2 separate regions of the Capra hircus genome follow, and region 1 is linked to region 2. Evidence: chromatin contacts called from public Hi-C data. All regions are on one chromosome and are shown on one strand. The core of a region is the stretch at or near the end of the contact, and the rest is flanking DNA. Distances in the headings are between cores, read along the strand shown.

Region 1 (4,269 bases), core at 126-2,625, 130 kb before region 2:
AGTGTCCTTCCAGGACTCCCTTCTTGGCTGGCTGAAATCGTCCAGTTTCTGCTGAGTTTGAATATTTCCACCAAGTGGAACCACTGTACCAAGCTTATCAAGTGATGGAATGTCTGAGGGGAGGGTCAGGATCTGTCTGCTGTTGCTATGACTCTACTCTAGGAAGAACATCACTAACAACAGTGATATGAGAGTGGAATACATTGTTCCTAATTTAGGGAAGCTCTAGTCATAATTGGAAGACTGATGCTGAAGCTGAAGCCCCAATACTTTGGCCACCTGATGCGAAGAACTGACTCACTGGAAAAGACCCTGATGTTAGGAAAGATTGAAGGTAGGAAAAGGGGACAACAGAGGACGAGATGGTTAGATAGCATCACTGACTCAATGGACATGAATTTAAGCAAACTCCAGGAGATAGTGGAGGACAGAGGAGCCAGGCATGCTGCAGTCCATGGGATCACAAAGAGTCGGACATAACTGAGCAACTGAACAACAACAACTAGTCATAATCAAGCTTGTATGATAATCATGTTTGTGGAGATGTGCAGTGTACTTTGATCTTCATGCCACCCTCTGATTCCCATTTAACAGATGGAGCTAGAAAGCTTAGACTGGTTACCTTGGTCAAGGTCACGTGGCTAGTGCAGCACACTGGTCTGAATCCAGAGGTGCACGTGCGTGCTCAGTTGTGTCCAAATTTTTGTGACCCCGTGGACTGTAGCCCGCCAGGCTCCTCTGTCCATGGAATTTTCCAGGCAAGAATCCAGAAATCTGGGTCCAACTCTTGACCAAATCTTAGTCTCTACCTTATTGATGATGCCAAGAGCCACAGCCCGGTTAAGGCCAAGCTAATGAGGTCACTCTGTTCCCAGAAAGGAATCAGAAACTCGTTAGTGACACTGTGACGGAGAGCCTCCTGATTCCTGAGGTTGGGCTGCGCCCCTGCAGCTTGGGCTGAGCTTGTGTGGTTTTCTTAGAAAAGATGCACTGCGTCCTGGACCTGTCTGCAGGGTTCCTCTCTCAGTGGCATCTAGGACAAAGCCTGTGGCCCTCTATGCCCCTTGTTTTCTCGCAGGCTTCAGAATGGATGGCTGCAGGTCCACGCCTAGCCACGGGCTACCCCGCTCTCCACCCCAAATGAGGCATGGACCTTTGCGGTGATGAATTCCTGCCGCCAAATACAGAGGCATCCCAGGCAGTCCTGACCACAAATAGCGGTCAGGTCATCCCCCTTTGGCTCTGGTGGCATGGAGGATCTCAAGCAGTGGGAACCCTGAGAAGGGGCAAAGCCATGGGCAGGAGCCTGCTGGCCTGGTCCGAGACTGTGCCAGCTGTGGCCACCAGGGGGTGCCCAGTCCCCTCAAGGAAGCCAGCACCCCTCTGCAGCTCTGGGGCCCTCCCCTTGATGACTCACCCGCTCAGAGGCGACTTCTGGTTTGGCCTGGCAGGTGGTCTTTGCTGGGGCCCTGGATGCCTTGAGTTTGCAGATGTGGCACAGGAAGAATCCACTGAAGTGAGAGAAAATAAACAGGGGCAATGGAAGGTGAAAGCTGGGGTTGGGGGCACCTGGGTGACCATGGAAGGTTCTGGCCCACCCCTACCCACGCTCCTGGGTAGCTGGTGGGAACAGGGGTGATGCTCTGGACCAGTAACTATGGGCTGGGTGCCAAGAGCTTTACACTCTTTACCACACCTTTGAAACATCTCTGGGGTGTTCCCGTTTTACACGTTAGAAAAGAGAGGCCCAGAGAAAGCAGAGCCAGGGCTAGGCATTTGCTGGACAGTGACTCAGAGGCTCTGAATTATTAATACCGTGGACCAGGGGATTTGGAGCTCACGGAAATGGGCTGTACAAAATTCACAAGTTGAGCTGAGCCAACTGGGGAGCCCCAAAGCCAGGCGTGGCTGCAGGGAGGGGTAAATGCGGGCGCTGGGCTGAGGCATGCCACCCCCCAAACCCCAGCCTTCACCTTTGGGTGCCTCCTCGAAGGTCCAGTCCAGCTGTAGGTCTAGGGTAGCAGAAAGGACTAGGTCAGGGTGGGGGCAGCAAGCGAGAACAAGGATGGGGAGCCCTGGGAGGCAGCCCCAGAGGCTCCCAGTCCCTCCTGCCTAAAGCAGGGGCCCAGGGGCTGAGTCAGAGCCTGAAAAATGTCTCGAGGGAGGGAAGGAATTAGGAGGGCAGTTCTCAGGAGGGCTTGAAATGCCTCTGGCTGCCTTAGGGCCTGAGCGAGCCAAGAGGGCAGTGGCCTTGCCCAAACCCTCCTCCCTTTCCCTCCCTACATTCCCACACACACCCTCTCCCTGACCTTTGGAGACCTGCCCTGCCAGGTCAATTTGGTGAATTCCACTTCCCCTTCACCCTCTCGCCCTTTCTGCACCCTCTTCTAAATCTTCGCCCTTTCCCCAGACCCACTTTTCAAGGTGCTCAGGACTTTCTGGGGCCTCCAAGGAAGAGCTACTGACCAGCCAACCCTCTTGATTTCCTTGGCACAGAGACACGTAACCACAGCTCTGACCTTAAACGCAAACCACAATCCCCCTCTCCGGATCCCACACCTTCCTCCAGTTCTTGGAGTTTTCTGCTTTCCTTTGCAGCCAACTACTGGCCATAAGGGGCTTCCCAGGTGGCGCTAGTGGTAAAGAACCCGCCTGCTAATGCAGGAGACATAAGAGACGCAGGTTCAATCTCTGGGTTGGGAAGATCCCCTGGAGGAGGGCAGGGCAACCCAGTCTAGTATTCTTGCCTGGAAAAGCCCATGAACAGAAGAGCCTGGCAGGCTACAGTTCATAGGGTTGCATGCATGCTGGCCATAAGAAACTCAGTGTCTTCAATTCCACTTCCTGATAATCAGGCTTTCAGCCTGAGCCACCCTCGTCAAGGACTCCAGTGACCTCCATGTTACCAGATCAAATGGTCAGTCCCACTTGGTCAGCAGCAGCCTCAGTCACAGAGGTTCACTTCCTCCTTTAGAAATTTCTTGTCACTTGGCTTCAGGGAGACTACTCTGGTTTTCCTCCTGCCTCCCAAGCTGCCCCTTCCCAGGCAGCCTAGTTGATTCCTGCCCATCTCTCCAAGCAAGTGCTTCAGGCTCAATCCCTGGGCCTCTGTCTCTCCATCTCCCTCGGTGATCTGGTCCAGTCTTCTACCTTAAAAAATATTGCCTATTCCAGGGACTCCTAACCTTAGTCGTACATCGGAGCTAGTTGAGGGACCTTTACACCAAAAGTCTCTTTGAGTGGGTCGTTGGTATTTCCATCTGCAGCTTAAGCCTCACCCTAGGAAATGCAGACCTGTTTATCAGCTAACCAGTGGCTCAGTGGTAAAGAATCTGCCTTCAATGCCAAACATGCAGGTTTGATCACTGGGTGGGGAAGAGCCCCTGGAGAAGGAAATGGCAACCCACCCCAGCATTCTTATCTGGGAAAATCCCATGGACAGACGAGCCTGGTGGGCTACCGTCCATGGGATCGCTGAAGAGTCAGACATGACTCAAAAACATCAACTGCCACTTGTATGAACCGTATCTAAAATGGAACGCCCCTTAGACTTGCACACACACACAACCCCTCCCTGCCTTTCCTGTGTGTATATACACGTATAAAGGGCAACTTCATAGATTCACTCAGGTTTAAACTCATCCCTGACTGGTCTCTTTCATGCCACATCCAATCCATCATCAAATTACCATGATTCTGTCTCCAGAATTCCACCAGGCCCGCTGCTACTGCCCTGATCTGAGACACTGTCATCTTTAGCCTGGATTCTGGCCAGACCTCCTGACTGGTCCCTTGCCTCCACTCGGCCCCGTCTCTTCCCCACCTGGCAGCCAGAGGGAGTCACCTCAGCCACCACCTGTCAGAGCCTGTCACTCACTCTTCAGCTCAGAGCCTCCCAGGGGCTCCTCAGTTCTTGTAGAGTGAAAGCCCAGGGCCCTGGGTGACCTGACCCCAGCATCTTTGTGTTCCATCTCCACCACGTGCCCCTCTCACTGCAGTCCAGCCCCTCTCTGTGGCCCCAGAACAAATCTGGCCTGCTCTGCCTCTGGGTTCCCCATGCTTCCCAGGCAGCAACACTCCCCCCACCTCCCCCCCAGCCCTGCAGGGACAACTGCTTCCCAACCTTAGCTCTCAGCTCAGACGCCATTTCTCAGGGGCCTTTCCTGACCAGCCCACGTGAAGTGGCAGCCTTCCTGCCCTGGGCACTCTCCTGACCTTTTCTCCCTAGCCCTTACCACCATCTGCCATATTAAATGTCTATGTGTTTAT
Region 2 (4,518 bases), core at 837-3,336:
CAAGTTTCAAATCATGGATTTGTACGAGTGAAACAGTATAACAGAAATTTTTTAGGAGACACCGTCCATCACTAATAAAGTCATGGGCTCCATTAAAAAATAAGTTAATCATTTTAAAGTGAGCATGTTACACTATCTGAGGTTCCTTCTAAAGTGAAAGTGAAAGTCGCTCACTCATGTCTGACTCTTTGCAACCCCATGGACTTGACAGTCCACGGAATTCTCCAGGCCAGAATACTGGAGTGGGTAGCCTTTCCCTTCTCTAGGGGATCTTCCCAACCCAGGGATCCAACCTAGGTCTCCAGCATTGCAGGCAGATTCTTCACCAGCTGAGCCACAAGGGAAGTCCAAGACTACTGGAGTGGGTAGCCTATCCCTTTGTCAGCGGATCTTCCTGACCCAGGAATCAAACTGGGGTCTCCTGCATTGCAGGCAGAATCTTTACCAACTAAAACCCCTCTCCAAATGTAAGGTGGACCAGTAAAAGGAAGCTTTCTGTTAGTGAGACATCATCGCCACCTTGTGTTCAACAGTTTTCATTACACCTTCCTTACTGCAAAAGATGACACAGGATTCAACAGCTACAGAATATAGCTTTATTTATAGAATCTTACAAATAAAAACATTTACAGTCCACATAACTTAAGTTTATTTTCTAATTTATCTTCATAACACCTGAGTCATTTAAAAAAATACTGTGATGGAACTGCAGAACTGTAAAATAAAATATGAATAATAAAAGCTAACCTCTCTCTTTTGCAAAAATCAGACAACCTTTTGTTTCTTTCAAAGCAGATTTCCCACATATTGCTATCTCCATATTACCATGTGGAAGAGGATTTACTAGAAACAGGTCTTAGGATACCATAAAAGAGAAGCTTTCTTTTTAAAACCCAGGGTGAAGGACCAGTGAAAGGGAGACCTAAGTTGACACGAGACACAAAAACCCTTGGAGGCAAGCACAGAAGGAGACCTCCAAGCCAGGGGAGGGTGAAAGCAGCAGACGCCCTCCTCTGGAGTCACGGCTCCTGCACGTTCCACACACTTTCTTGGTTATCCTTGGAGAAAGGTGGGCCACAGAGGGAGACAGGCTGAAGACGCTAATGCCAGATGTGAAAGAAGTCCTCAGAACTTGCTACTCCTCAGACTTCTAATGTGTACAAACGCTTGACACAGCAAACCCAACACTTCAAAAAGAAACTGCCACGTTTTCGATTCATGAGGCAAATCCGTTGCACAATTTCAGTGTCTCTACCCCTTCTAAGCTCCAACTGGGACTGGCCTCTGGACCAATTACAGTTTGAAAACAACTCCCCTTTGAAGAAGGTGTCTGTGAAAGCAAAGTCAGTTCTTAATATGGATGTGCACGAGAAGGGAAAACACCCTACTGCTCACATTTTATTTTTTAAATTTGCTCAAGGTTACATTTTTGGGCTCTTTTCCTAAAGCTAGAAACCCACTAACGCTTACTTAGGATTCTACTCCACAGATACCGTGTCTGTAAGGAAGGACAGATCTACAGGGAATGCTAAAATTATCAAGTTAATACTTCGATTTAAATTAAGGGAAGCAAAATCGTCTAAGGTCCTAAGGTTTGAGTGTTATTTCCTGCTAGCTCCTGAAAGCAAGTCTGAGAAAAGTGAAACAGAAGAGACAAGGATTTGTTTCAAAACAGTTAACAGTGACAATAATAATGACAGTATAAAAAGTTAGATTCCAACATTCAAATTGGTTCTTTGGTAAAAACTGGACCGTAATCCTACCAGGAAGTCTGTCCTGACAGTTCATCTAGAATCTTGAAAACTGAGTTTTCTTCCTCCTTCCGCCCATTCTCAAATCTATCCAAGTCAACAGGCAAGATGAGAAAAACTTGTAAAGCATCACCAGCGGTTTTCCTGCTCATGTTCAAGAATAGTTCCGGTTTGAGGGATGTTTCCCAAAGGAAAAAAGAAAAAGAAAAAAACCCAGAGTCGATGCTTTCAATTACTGTAGAGTGGAAAAGCTTTCCTGTCAGAACAGAAATGTGCTCGGGTGGTGGCGACGGACCAGCGCTGGTCAGCCACGCGCACAGGTCGGTCTGCGAGCACAGCCTCTGGGCTGCAACCGCGGCACCACTGAGGAAGGCTTCTGGAGAGGTCGGCTCCCCAGAGTGGCTGAGGAATCTCGCGTTATCAATATGATAATAATACAGCAATTCACCTAGTGAACCTGGAGACTAGCTCCCCTCACAGCCGGAGCTCTGTGGAGAGGGCTCCACAGGGCAAGCAGGTGACCTACGGTCTCCCACACACATGAGTCTATCAATTCATTTTCTGAAGAGAGTTACTAGCATAATTCATATTCAGTTCCATACAGGATTCGCCCTTTCTGGTGTGGGGTGAGGGCGGAGGGGGGACCCAGCTGGTTGCCGCAGGAACTCCTGGGCCCCCTATTCTGTGAACACCAAGGATGCTCCCCTCCCAGCTCAGAGTTCTATCGCGTGTACTGTTACTGGTGGCATTACTGAGTCCTCAATGTTGCCTGCCCTGACTGCGCCTCTGATTACCCTTGTCAAGAAGACCCCAAGCGGCACTCCAGTGCTGAAAGTCAACTTGTCACTTGGCAGCACGAGTTGTTGTCCAGGGAGGTGAATTTGTGCGGTCTCCCCTCCAACACGGGTGTCGTCACTGTGCTTAGAGTGTGCTGCCGGCGAGGCAGTGGAAATGTCTCTCAGGAGATGGGGGTGGGGGCTGAGGCGTGGGAATTGTAACAAACCCATTAGATTTCTCAGAGGTCTCTTCTCTGCCCTCCCGTGTCCGCCAGTGTTCATCTGAAAGGAGGGGAGGTTCAGGCAACACAAACTACTAGCTGCTCACCTGGACAACCACAAAACACCAGGTGCAGAACCAATTTTGGCCCAGGGTCCCAGTGGGAGTAAGTGACCATCCTGACAAGACACACTCCCCTCGCCCACACACAAGGATCCTTGCCTCTCCTCCAGCCCTACTCATCTGACTCCAGCTTTGACTTCTCTTTGACAGAACAGGCAACCGAACAGACTTTGAAAATATAAGAGAGATTCCTGTCCTTTGTACTTTTGCTGTAAAAGAAACAGGCAAATTCACTTAAAAATGGGTCACCCTGAGGCCCAGGAAACACACTGAGATTTTATGAGCCCCAAACTGTAGGTTCACCTCCTACTATTACTCACCAAGCTGTGAGCCATGGCTCTCTTTCTGTGTCACCTGGCCAAGGATTCAGAATGTCTCAGTGCTGGTTGGGAGAGAAAGTGGCCAAGGTAACCAGAGGGAAAAGTTAGGCTTGTCTTTTGAGCTGTGTTGAGAAGAGGAAAGAGACAGAGGCACTACCGAGAGGCTGGTTACCAGGGCAGCTTATTCCTTGGATAGAGCATTTTTAAAACCAGCTGACATTTGAATGTAGGAATAGAGTCTGTGTCACAGTTTTTAATAGAACTGCCTCTTCTGAAGCGCTTCCTGGATGAGGTGTCCTCGGGCAGCCCAGGGCCGGACTGCCAACCCCACTGGCTCCTGGCGGGGCCCTATCCGATCTGGATATGTCCCGAGTACATGGTGAGGACTAGCATGATGCCAAAACCAGTCAAGAGGCCCAGGTTCTGGATGACAAAGGGGATCAAGAAACTGCCCTTGCGTTCATCCTCTTGGCTCACCTCGTTCATCTCAGGGAACTGGGAAAGAAAAGGAGAGAACATGGGAGCTGCAGTTCCTTTCTTCCTGCAGCTCCTTCAAGTGCAAGACAATTCAGTTATATATACTATCGAATAATCATTAATGTTTATTATTACTATATTTTTATGTGAAAATAACACATCATCAGTGTACATGATTATTATAATAACTATTAATATATAATATTTAATCAAGATGCATGCATCCAAGCTCAGTTCCTCAGTCATGTCTGACTCTGTGATCCCATGGACTGTAGCCTGCCATGTCCGTAGGATTCTCCAGGCAAGAATACTGGAATGGGTTGCCATTTCCTTCTCTAAGGGATGTTCCTGACCCAGGGACTGAACCCACGTCTCCTGCATCGACAGGCAGATTCTTTTACTGCTAAGCCACCAGGGTATATAAAAAAATAGGATTGCTTTACAAAGAAAATCAATAGCAGTAACTTCTAGAACTTAAACATTATCACCTTTCTCCAAGGTGGTTGCCACTGCTTTGCAACTATGGAGGTGAAACAAAGTACTATACATATATGTAACCCTGGATGTTTTTAGAGGCTGGTTAAAAATAACCACTCTAATAAAACTGCCACTTGTTTGGGAAACTGTGTAAGGGGCCTGAAAATGGAGCTAAGTATCGCAATGACTCAAGGTCTCCTGCATCTGGCTAGCAAGGCATGCATGCTCAGTCATGTTCGACTCTCTGCGACCCCATGCACTGTAGCTCTACAGGCTCTTCTAGTCATGGGATTTCTGAGGCAAGAATACTGGAGTGGGTTGCCATTTCCTTCTCCAGGGGATCTTCCTGACCCAAGGATTGAACAAAAAATGTC

The links. Hi-C and Micro-C count contacts between places; a contact is called where the count stands out from the background.
Region 1: a Hi-C map of liver shows a contact between it and region 2, with 2.8 times the contacts expected there. The contact joins two enhancer-like sites. A contact is called at or near these places in 4 of 5 Hi-C or Micro-C datasets (blood and liver).

Annotation. Positions count from the first base shown.
Region 1 is chr8:69,506,902-69,511,170 of ARS1.2, reverse strand. It overlaps SORBS3 (vinexin), which reads right to left. Exons shown (of 22, transcript XM_018052302.1): 7 at 1,974-2,012; 8 at 1,418-1,511. Among named protein-coding and RNA genes, the nearest start is that of TRNAG-CCC, 10 kb to the left of the region's middle. Within about 2 kb of position 1,375, at least 4 of the 5 cell types and tissues checked have an H3K27ac peak or open chromatin away from gene starts, as enhancers often do.
Region 2 is chr8:69,382,224-69,386,741 of ARS1.2, reverse strand. SLC39A14 (zinc transporter ZIP14) reads right to left here. Exons shown (of 9, transcript XM_018052296.1): 9 at 583-3,685. The coding sequence ends at 3,539. Among named protein-coding and RNA genes, the nearest start is that of PPP3CC, 21 kb to the left of the region's middle. Within about 2 kb of position 2,086, at least 1 of the 5 cell types and tissues checked has an H3K27ac peak or open chromatin away from gene starts, as enhancers often do.